2 separate regions of the Zea mays genome follow, and region 1 is linked to region 2. Evidence: chromatin contacts called from public Hi-C data. All regions are on one chromosome and are shown on one strand. The core of a region is the stretch at or near the end of the contact, and the rest is flanking DNA. Distances in the headings are between cores, read along the strand shown.

Region 1 (6,301 bases), core at 2,721-5,220, 150 kb before region 2:
ACGCAAGAAACGTGCAACCGCACCACGGTTGTGCACCCTTTCAGCTTCGTTGCAACCGGCGGTCCAGCATGGAGGCCCGGGCCCACATGTCGTGTAACCGGCGCACTGGTTACCTCGTGAAAAGAGACCGCACTGCCACTTGCGCCAATGTCGCATCTTCTCGGGACTACAGAACCAGTGCAACGACTCGAGGCAGCCCCACGCATGACCCAGCAGTGCCAATTAAGTGCGACGGTCATGGGTCAACCAGCTGTGGAGATAGACACGACAGTTGGTATGACCATAGGCGGACCGGCAGTAATTGCAGCCACAGACGTACGGAAGCAGCGGTCCAACCACCAACCAGGCCCTGGTCACGCCTATAGGCTCGCATCCTCCCCTGAGGCGGCAGAGGAGCCCTCTCCTACAACATATACAGCATAAAGACGACACACCCGTGTTCCATTCCTCGAACGACTCGCGCACACACAACAGATACCCCGCGAGTCGCCCGTCCCGTCGCATTAACTCCCTGGCAGGACACACGTCTCCTCTGGCAGGCGGGCGGGCGCCGTTTCACCTCCGTCACGATGACTGCCTCAAAAAAGGTGTGCCACACTGTTTTCGAAATATCTCCTTTCTTCCTTTTCTCTCTCTTTCTCTCTCTGCGCAGGGATCGGGAAAGGGGACATTTCAAAGGAGCCCTTTCGTAGCAAAAGAAACGGGCCCCGAGCCCTCCTACTGATCAGGGGTTCGAAGGTTGCGCCCTGCGGGGTTCGGCAACCGCCCCAGAGCACTCGGGCTCTGAGCCCTTTACTGATCAGGGGTTCAAAGGCTAGCCCCTCGGAGGGATTCGACAGCCGCCCCAGAACATGCAGAGTCAGGGATGACCCTGGGTACATCCGTTACATGGCCAAGGCTCGGGCTACGCTCCCGAGGTACCCTAAGACATTTCTGAGACCAGCGGGAACGGTTTGTAATGGAATCCCCCCGAAGGGAGGCACCGATCCCTCGGACCCTATCAAATGGGTCCGGGTCCAGCAAATCACCTGCAGGTACTTTTGGAGCACGCCTCTAGGCCACTAGCCGACCCTTATCGAACAGGGCTCGGGCGTCCACTCGGATTACCCAATAGCAACTCACTGGAAACACCATGTTCAGCGCCCACCGAGGGTAACATGGCGTGTTCCCCCCTCCTTGCGGAAAGGCGACGAAGGGGCGTACAATAAAAAGCCGAGACGGTACTCGATCGTCCTCTCGCTCCGTGCAGAGGCTCGGAGGCTGCTCTCGCACTAGGCTGCGGCCAAATTGTTGACCACATCGACAAAACCAGCTTAAAAACTCGAAGCCTGACCATGCACCCGGGCCGCGGCCAGGCCGCATGAGGGAACAACAAAGCCGACCGAGGAATCACAAGAAGAATTAAGACCTCAGAGGAGTCAAACCACTCATCCGAGGCCTCGGGGGCTACACCCATCGGAACAAAGTATAACCGAGAAAGGCTGGTCCCCTTACAAAAAATCTGGCAGAACCTCCAAGCGAGTGCCTACACTCCCTTTGAGACTCGGGGGCTACTATCGGGTACCGTAATTAGGGGTACCCCCAATACTCCTAAGCATGGCTGGAAAACATCTTCAAAACAGACCATAAAGGCTGGTAAACACAGCTCAAAGTTAAAGCCTCATCTACCAAGGGACACAATCTCGTCTCGCCCGAGCCCGGCCTCGGGCAAGAACAGTAGTCCCGGGCGGATTCACGCCTTGCCCGAGGGCCTCCTCTGGCAGCGGGCGCACCCCCGGCTCGCCGAGACTAAGCTCGGGCAAACTTTGCCGTACAGCAACCTCGGCCAAATCACCTTACCACCGACCGTATCGCATGCGCATTTAATGCGGGGATCACCTGCACCTTATCCTGACACGCGCGCCTCAGCTGGCAAGGTCGAAATGACCGCAGTCACTTCGCCCCTTTACTGATCGTTCTGACAGGAAAACACTATTCACCCCGTTCCGACTACTGTGCCAACCATCAGGGTAAAACTAACGACAGTAAGTCACGACCTCCCCCGAGTTCAGCCTCGGGCGTGACAGGGAGCTCCGCCTCGCCCGACCCTAGGCCTCGGCCTCAGCCTCGGCCTCGGGAGAAGGTCTCTGCCTCGCCCGACCCCAGGCCTCGGCCTCAGCCTCGGCCTCGGGAGGAGTCACAACCTTGCCCGACCTCAGCCTCGGCCTCGGGAGGAGTCACAACCTCGCCTGACCTCAGCCTTGGCCTCAGGAGAAGTCATCTCCTCGCCCGACCTCGGCCTCGGACCGACTACGCCACAGGGGATACATCATTACCCTACCCCTGGCTAGCTGCCTCAGGCTACGAAGGAACAAGACCGGTGTCACATCTAGATTACTTCGGCAACAGGTAATTATGGTTCCCTGCATACGTCCATGACGTCAATTGTTCTCACCTCTCTACGAAGGCAAAGAAACGTTAGCAGGACCCAGGGCCGCACCACCAGCTACGCTTCTACAGGGTTCAAGCACCTCTCCGCCGGCCACGTTAGCACATAACTACACCCCATATGTACAGCTGGACCATCCCCTTGTATCTATAAAAGGGGACGTCCAGGGCCTCACCAAGACACGCGGAGAGAGGCTAACTCAGACGGCTCACTCCAAGGCCAAACCCTCTCCCGCGAAGCTTGTAACCCCTACTACGAGCACCCCGGTGCAAGATAACATAAGCCTCATCCATCTGGGAAGAGACACGCAACATCAAATTCACTAGTCGGTTGAGGGTCCTCGCTGGTCCAAAACGCCGACATCACTAATACAAGGTCAATACCTCCTAATCTCTCAAAGTATTCAAACTTTATAATGATGCACTATACTGCCTATCATAACTTTAGATAATGTTTTATGTTTTGAAAGAGTGGATGTATTGTAGAAACACTTGTTCTTATATGTGACAATAACGAGTGTTTGAATGCACTAGAGTTAATAGTTAGTTGGCTAAAAATAGCTAGTGGAATTAGCTAGCTAACAAATACTCCTCCGTCCTAAAATAATATTCGTTTAGGGCTGATTTTGTGAACAGGGACCACTGAAGGATCTATGGAGAGAAATTCTCTTGTTATTCAAAATTGAATCGCAAGAAAATTCTTCCCCCAGGATCCCCTCGTGATCCCTGATCACCAAACATGTCCTTAGGATGTTAATTGATTCATATAATATTTAATATATGTGTATTATATATGTGTCTAGATTTATTGTCATCTACTTGAATATGGACATAAAAGTAAAAGGCTAAAACGAATTGTATATTGGGACTGAGGGAATATCTAGTTAATTGTTAACTAATTTGCTAAAAATAATTAATAGTTGAACTTTTTAGATAGACCGTATGAATGTTTTCAGCCAATTTTATCAGCTAAGTATTAGCTTTATTGTACATGACATAAGAGTCTGTTTGGTTGGGATGTGGCTGTGAAAAAAGTTGATGTGAGCTGTGAAAAAAGCTGTTGTAGGCTGTAAGCTGTTAAAAAACTAAAAGCCGTTTGGTGGAAATCACTAAAAGTCGTTAAAAATTCTTCGATATATGTTTTCACAATTCCATCCGAAAAGCCACTAAAAGCAGGTCTAGTGGTGCTTTCAGATTTGCACTACGAGAAAGTCGGCTTTTAGAAAAAACTGCTTCCTGGATCCAGCCCTTTGGTTGGCTTTTGGTTTTTAGGGGGACAAAAGCCAAAGCCAAAAGTCAAACCAAACACACCCTAAGACGAGCAATACATATAGATATATCATAAACACCGTTTATGATGCAAAATAAACGGTTTTGTTTGTAAAGTTGAAAGGGCGTAAAATTCGTTTTTAAGTGAGAAGGCAAAATCCTATGGTAATGGAGGGCAGTAAAGTGATTGTTTTCTAAAAATAATATCGACATGCCTAAGTAGAAGAAGCTCTCGTTGACTCGTGGGACCGAGAGGTGTTGTCCAGCCAGCGTATACTTCGCCACCGTACCTCACCACGTCGATGTGGATCTCATACCGTGGAACATCGAGGCATTGACCCCTCCCCCAAGCCACAAACAATCCATCTCCTCTGTCCTCTCCAACACCTGGAGAAACCACTCCAAATTGGGCACCTGAGCGCCCCATGGCCTCATCCCGGATCCCCGATGCACTGGCGGCGCCGGCGCTGACTCCGGCGCCTGCGGCCGTCCCGCTGGAGGTGCAGGCCCAAAACCCTAGCATTGCCCCCGCCGACCCGCCGTCGCCCGAGATGGAGACCACGGCGGAGGCGCTCACGCGGGAGGAGGTCCTCCGGCGGCGCCGGCGCCGCGCGGCCCGGCTAGCCGGTGTGTACCGCCAGCTATACTGGGCCATGGCCGAGGAGGTGCGCGCGCGGCACCGGCAGTACGTCTGGGACCTCGCCCGGAGCCCACTGGAGGCAGAGCAGCCGCCAGCCCCTCCAGGAGGGCCCATCCCGGCGGCCGGGGAGCTTCCGAGGCTGGCGCCGGTGCCGAGGAGGAACAAGTGCGGGTTCCCAGGGTGCAAGGTGCGGGCCATGGCCACGACCCGCTTCTGCCACTCCCACATCCTCTCCGATCCCAAACAGCGGCTGTACAAGCCCTGCGCGTACATCAACAAGAGGTTCGTTCTTCTCCCTACACTACACGTGATTTGGAAGAAGGAAGCCGTGGATCTCGGTCCATTAGGGTTTACTGATTCCGTCGCCTTACTAGTCTGCATCTGACCACCTAGTCATTCAGGTTTAAGGTTTGTGAAAGGGGATGCAACTTCTATCTTTGTTGGTTGAATTGCCATGCTTCTCTTGAGAAATCATTGAGATGACCCCCATTTGTGTGGTTTTGTATATGTTAATGACTGATTGAACAGACGGGTCATTAGAGATTATACTGTATTTGTCGTAATCTGTGTCATTTAGTGATTTTATTTTGAGGGAAAGTGGTGTTTGAACTTCATTAAATAGTGCTAAATAGGATATGCAGGCTCCAGATTGGTTGCTCCATATGGATACTCTGTGCATTGTTGCATAGACAGGTGTTTTCAATCTAAGTGTTGCCTAAAGTTGTTCAAATTGTGCAGCATAAATCTGTGTGCTTGCCTTTTCAGTTCTATCTTCCGGCTTATGGATAGCTCAATAGCTGATGTTGCATTTCATAGATTTGTCCCAGCAAACTATTGGAACAGTAACGCAGACGGGGCGCTAGGGGCCATGGCCCCCTCCAACCAAAAAGGAAAAAAATGTTTACTTGCATATCTATGGCTAAAATAAATGAGTTAGTTTATAATAAGTTAAAATTAACGCACACATGTGTTAATTGTTATGACTAGCGATTATTATATATTATATATAAACATATATTCTATTTATTGACACTACAACTATAGTTATATCTCGGGTTAGCCCCCTTCTAAAGAAAAATCTTGATTACGCTGCTGTATAGGAACATTGCTTTTGATAGAAAGCTATTTAATGATTTAGCAGAGTTGGATCGATCAGTTTCAGCAAACAATGTATATGTTTGTTTTTTTCTGTCTAAGTAACCTAATACATGTTTGCTAATGAAATATGATTTCCTATCATCATCATCATCAAGTTCCATCTATATACGTTGTGATTTGAGTAAGAACCTCAAATTGGGCGTGCTTTAATTTCTGTGGTTGTCTACTTCATTAAGATTTTGCTGTTTGCAGATATTGATTTGCATCACTTAACCTAATTAGAATTTAAAAGCCCTATTTCAAAGGCGTCACCTAGGCGTGCAGGCGGACCTAGCTCGCCTTTGGGGTCTTGTTATGCCTTTTCTACTTGATTCATAGATCGTAGTTGGATTTTTTTTACTTAACCACCAATAGCATAGTAGTGTTTTGATATAAATTATTATTTCATACAGTTTTCCCCTTATTTGATTTTAACATGAATGTTCTAACTCTTGCCCTGTTTTTTCCAGTGGGCTACAAGGTGGGCTTATCCCCTGTAGTAGGCCGATCATAAAGTCTGCAGCTCCCTCCCTCTGTAATATTCACTTGCAAAAATGCCAGAAAAACATTGCACAAGCTTATAAGAAGGTTGGCTTGAACCCACCCCTTACAGGCAAGGTCACCCTAAAGTTCAGTGTTTTGGTTGCTGAATGTGTTCGTCAGATCCAAGACAAAAGGAGAAATCACTGAAAGCTACAGCACGATAGAAATGCCCTAAAGACGGAAATGTTGTCTGAACCATACTTCGATGTACATGTGTGTACAAGCTTCATAAGATTTTTATTCTGAGGCATCCAAAGCAGTGATAACGTACTCTCTACTCTGCAA
Region 2 (5,668 bases), core at 632-3,131:
TTAAACCTAATTAGTTAATGATATGCTAATATGATACTACAGTAAACATTTGTTAGTTATGGATTAATTAGGTTTAATATTTTTTCTATGTGTTTAGTCTTCAACTATGTAATTAGTTTATAATTAGACCATATTTAATACTCATAATAAATATTTGATGTAAACTTTAATCCCTGTAACCAAACACGCAAAGTATGATCGACCATATTTGGGTCGGAACGAGATATTTTGACGTTGGGAGGGGTCACTGACACGTGGACCCTAGGTGCAATGACCCAACTGTACAGTCGGAGGATCCGTGTCTCTTTGGGACCGTGCATCCTCGCGCGCGGCGAAGGCCTAAAGAATCGAGTAAAACATTCCCCCTATGTCGCACTTTCTTGCCACATCAGCAAACTCTCTTCCTCTATATCTCTACTTTGTGCAATAGTTCCTGCTAAATTCTTCTCCTATACCCCACTATCTTTATAAAATATCATTTCTCATACTTATTTATCATCCATTATTATTTTTCCACAACTAACAAATACATGTGTGCACTAAAATCGAGACAAGAGGGGGCAGGTTGCCACCCCACATCTACCGGAGTGCTGTAGCATCTGCTAGCATCGTGGCCGATAGAGGTGTATTTAGAGGGCACCGTGCCATGTGGAGGCACACCTGTAGCCGCTACTAAGGGAGGGGGAGCGTTGAAGCCAGTCGAAGTCTATGGTTTCTCCTAAATTTCTCCTCCTATATCACTTTTTGTGTCACATCATCAACATTTCATCCCTTACTTTTTCATCTCCCGCAGCGGTTTCCCCTATTTTCTCCTCTTATACCCCACTACAACCATAAAATATTATTTCATATACAATTTTTTATTCACTATCAATTTTTCTTCTACTAACAATTGGAGTCAGATCTACAGCACAGTATAAGGGAGAGGAGACGAGCGCTCTGCATCGAGCGGGAGAGAGAAGAGGAGGGTGCGTACCCTGCATCGTGGGGGGCACCGTAGGGGACAGCCCTGTGGCGCCTAGGGGCTGCATGTTGCCTCCACGGGAGGGGAGGGGGAGCGGCCGCACCAGCCGCTGTAGACATACACCACAAGAACAAATAAAGGAAAATATGGAGGGGAGTTGAATACGGTGGGTGGCTGAAAGGAAAATAATATTTTATAATGTTGGTGGGCTTTAGGATGATGAGACAGAGGAACCGTTGCAGAGATTATAAAATAGGGGGAACAAAAATATTGATGTGAAGGAAAAAAAATGAGATATAGAGGGATAAATTCAGAGGCCGCACGGTCTCTTGCCCTAAGGCTATCCGCAACCGTTACCTCTAAATTTTTCCCCCTATATCACTTTTTTCCCCTATGCCCCCCTATTTTTTCATCTTCCACAGCGGTTCCCCCTAAATACTCTCTCTATACCCCACTACAACCATCAAATATCATTTTCTATACCTACATTTTATCCACTATCAATTTTTATCCACTAATAATTCATCGTGGGCCCACAACACAGTGCCAAACAGTGTAAGGGCGCATGAACAGTGAACCGCCAGGAGTGGAGGGAGAGAGAAGCGCTCCCCTCAGTAGGGGGCTCCGTAGAGGCAACCGTTGCGCGGGTGGGAGGTCTTCTGTACACGGCATGCAAGGGGAGAGGAAAGTATAGCGGCGACCCGTGCAGACAGTCTAATAAACGTTCACCACCCAACTGCATGCCCACATCCTGGACGGACCAATGCCGGCCATCTCCAAGGTTCCATGACGGAGGCCATGTCCACGTGGAGTACACGCCATCACGGCGCCCGACCGCCCGTCGATAATCTGGAGCCCACGGACGACATGGGCGTGAAGCGCCCTAGCCCCTAGCCCCTAGCTAGCTGGTCAGAATGAATTCATTGCCAACGTCGCGTCGCGTCGCGTTAATGTGCAGGAGGGCAACCACCAGCTACCCCTCTCTCTTACTGCTTCGAACTTGTCTCTCCATATTCCTTCCCGCACGCCCACATAGAAACAGAAGTTCACACACGAACAATACTACTACTACTATAAATACAGGAGAATGTTTTGCCGCATGTTTTTCATTTTAATTTAGTGCACGATTTGTTGCATCGTAGCCAACTAGCAACGACAACCCAGCTAGTGATTCGGTTGCCGCCATGGCTTATTTGCTCAAGAGCAGGAGTAAACCAGTGCAGCAGCTGCTGGTACCCGCGTCTTCAGAAGAACAGCAGAGAAGGGTAAGGTTTTTTCAAGGTCAAATTCTGTGCATAGCCTTTTCGATCTACTTATTCTATATCTAGTTTGTGTGTTCTCTTCCTAGAAAGCAAGCGAAGAAAGAAATGCATTCTGGGGTTGATTTTTAGGGAGCATGCAAATGGCAACAAGCTGAATCCCCCCGGTCACTTGTTTGGTAAGGGATTGTGAGGAATATAGACTCCAGATGGATGGCAAATCCGTATCCTGGAGTCATCCTCCTTTCATACAAGTTAACCGTAAGCAAGATGTTCTATTGTTCTACTTCTAATAACCAGGGGAGTCTGGGAGCTAGAATTCCGGGGTCCCAAGTTGTTCTATTGTTCTCAAGAGCAAGATGTTCTATTGTTCTCCTTTTACAAGTTATCCCAAGTTGAACATAAATCTATACATTCTAAAACACCAAAACTCCTAACTAACTCAATAGAATTAAATTGTTCATGACTCCGACCATGTTTTTTTGAGTTGTTTGGCATACCAACTTTGTTCAATATAAATTTTCCTTTTTGTTGGATATGTCCTTTCTCAACGGACCTATTGATTTTCTTTGTTGAAACCTGACCACATCCTTGATTCTTCATGAGTTTATTGTGATTTAAATTGATTGTGCTATAATTCCTAATTATGTGGGAAATCTTGATTGTAATGGAAATGTTGTGGGGAGATGCTAGAGGTGGGTGCATGTGGTGGTGGTTGTGGAATAAGATATGAAATGAGCCAGAGATGGCTGCTAGCAGAATAGGGTCAACAACTATGGGTAGGAGCCTCGATAGAAACCACCTATCCTCCCAAGCCTTTACCTCATGGACCTCTATCAGGTCTCCTTGGTTGCACCTTTTTTTCCTCACCTACATCTAGCCATGAATCGTAAGAGCACATGCCTGAAGGTCTCCTAGTTTCCTTCCATCTAGTGTTCCCTTTTGAAATTTAAGTAGTAGAGATTCCGACAAACACACTTACCTACATGAAAACAATCTTCCATTAGTGAAAGTTGGTCTCCCGCATATTCCTTTGAACCCACACTAGTCTTGATCTTATGTTTTCCTCTATTCCTATTCTATGGTTTATGCAGAATAGTAGGGTGGTGACTCTCAAATCAAGATCCAATGAAAGTTGCCTGTAAAATTCCACAATTAAACCTAGCTTCTTCCTCTAGGTTAAGTGGTTGCATTTGATAACCAAATCTAAAAAAACTAAGGTTATGCACCAACCCATCTCGCTAATTAGTGAATAGATGTTGGCCTCAAATAGCGCCACATGTCTTAAAAATTCCATGTCTACCTTTTGCCTCTTAGAATTTTAATTTGTCATAAAGGTGCTATGGTAGACCTATATTCCTCTTCAAGAGCCCAAACCATAGCTCCCTTGGGTCATCGCTTCCCCTCACTAGACACCTTGGCATAATAAGAATTATTTTTCTCCCCCTTAATAAAATTTTCAATTTACGGATGGATGGTAAGGCTCCTACTTATGGGTCTACCAAGGCACCATGTGAAGGGGGCGGAGAATGGGGTCGATTATAGAAATTGAGCCAAAGGTAGAGTAGAACATGAGAAGGGTATGGGGTAGTTGGAATTGGGGCATGGGTGGGCCATATGCATAATCCATCGGTACTATACAAAGCTCATCACTACCACTTCACTAGTTTTCCTAACATTTGTGAGAGAGGACAATGATAACCAATAATATCACTACCTAATCAAAATTAGTGATGATAAACTCATCACCATTGGCCTGGCGTATCATCCGTTGGTGATGTTGTTTCCATAACTTTTGGTCTCGTTTATGATACGACGGTGATGAAGTGGACATCACTACTGGTTTGTACTATGATATGTTGGTGATGAAGTGGACATCACCATCGGTCTAGCGTATGGTTCGATGGTGATGAAAAGAGATCATAATTGTTGGTTTATCATTTGATCCACCAATGAAGAAGTGATCAATACAGCCAGTGCAACATATGATCCCATAGTGACGATAAGGTCATCACCTCAGTTTATCATTTGATCTAGTAGTGATGCAGAGCTCATCACCGGCTGTGCAATGTTTTATTCGATGTTGATGTCTTGGTGGTGGATGGCTTGATTAGTCACTATGATAATTTCTTGCAAAGATAGAAGAAAATTACTCGACCTATATCTCGAAACAAATAATACAATCCTTAATTATGTGCTAATGCATGAGTGTAGAAATATCCTTGCACACACTATATTTGCATACTATCATCCTCTTAGCAACAAGGTTTGAAGCACAATAGCTGTAGTAATATTCTAGCTCCTCTAACAGCTGTAGTAATATTCTAGCTCCTCTAACAGCTGTAGTAATATTCTAGCTCCTCTAATATCACATACTAGAATGGTCATCTAACATCACATACTAGAATTGTTTGGTATTTGTAATCATATGAATAGAACACTAAAATTCATAAAATGTCTCTGAACTTATAATGTGGGTGATCTCGGTCTCTAACTCTCGTTTTTTGTCTAAGTCCTTGAACTTGTACCACGATGTCAACCAGGTCCCTGTCTCTCAATTTTAGTATTTGAATCCCTAAACTGATAAAATAGTGTCACGTACCCCCCCCCCCCAAATTCACATGTGAACACATATTTAACTTGCCCCGACATCGTTGTTTATGTGTTGACATGCAAGTTCGGCAAGGTTAGATGACAATGTTATATAAGGTTTAGAGATTAACTAAAATATCAAAATCCAAGAGTTGAAGACCCAAGTGGTATTGCCCTGCAAGCTCAGGGACTCGAACATAAGAAGAACTCGAAATTTATATGGACCTAGATAACACCCACATGTAAATATAGAGTCCGCTAGTGATTTTTAAATTTGTCTATTGCCGAAGCTAAGCAGCTTGTAATTTCAGGGACGTCCCGGCATTTTCGGAGGCCCTGTGCGAAATATCTAAAAAGGGCCTAATTTAATATAGAAAAATAGTAAATAATAATAAGATATATCACAATACAAATTGCATGTACTAGGTTGTACTAGTTACATATTCTTTATTTAAAAAGCATTATCTTCAATGATATTCTCATAGTTATATACTATCGACCAGCGCAGCGGCACATGTATATCTATATACTACTGATCGGCGTTAGTCTAACTCCGAATTAGACATGTAGGATTTTTGGTAGAGCAATGAGCATCACTTGGATTCTAGAGTCAAGATGTAACTTGACGCTATCTTTTTGGCTACCTCAAATAATTTGGTCTAAAGTACATGGAATATAAAAATTTTAATCTAATATATATGGCATCTACTAAAATTGGGGGTCCTATAATTTTGGGGCCATGTGCAGTCGTACAACCCGCATGGGCCTAGAGACACCCTTGATTATATGTCAAATAGCCCGTGACAATGCAACTTACGTCGCTCTTTGCCGAGTGCAATACTCGATAAAGTCT

What was found. Hi-C and Micro-C count contacts between places; a contact is called where the count stands out from the background.
Region 1: a Hi-C map of tassel shows a contact between it and region 2, with 3 times the contacts expected there. The contact joins the promoter of LOC100276712 here to the promoter of LOC100193404 in region 2. A contact is called at or near these places in 4 of 25 Hi-C or Micro-C datasets (ear, leaf and tassel).

The regions. Positions count from the first base shown.
Region 1 is chr6:144,951,849-144,958,149 of Zm-B73-REFERENCE-NAM-5.0, reverse strand. LOC100276712 reads left to right here and starts at 3,970. Exons shown (of 2, transcript NM_001150435.2): 1 at 3,970-4,618; 2 at 5,944-6,301. The coding sequence starts at 4,122. The coding sequence ends at 6,163.
Region 2 is chr6:144,795,832-144,801,499 of Zm-B73-REFERENCE-NAM-5.0, reverse strand. LOC100193404 reads left to right here and starts at 1,881. Exons shown (of 5, transcript NM_001358723.1): 1 at 1,881-2,229. The coding sequence starts at 2,149.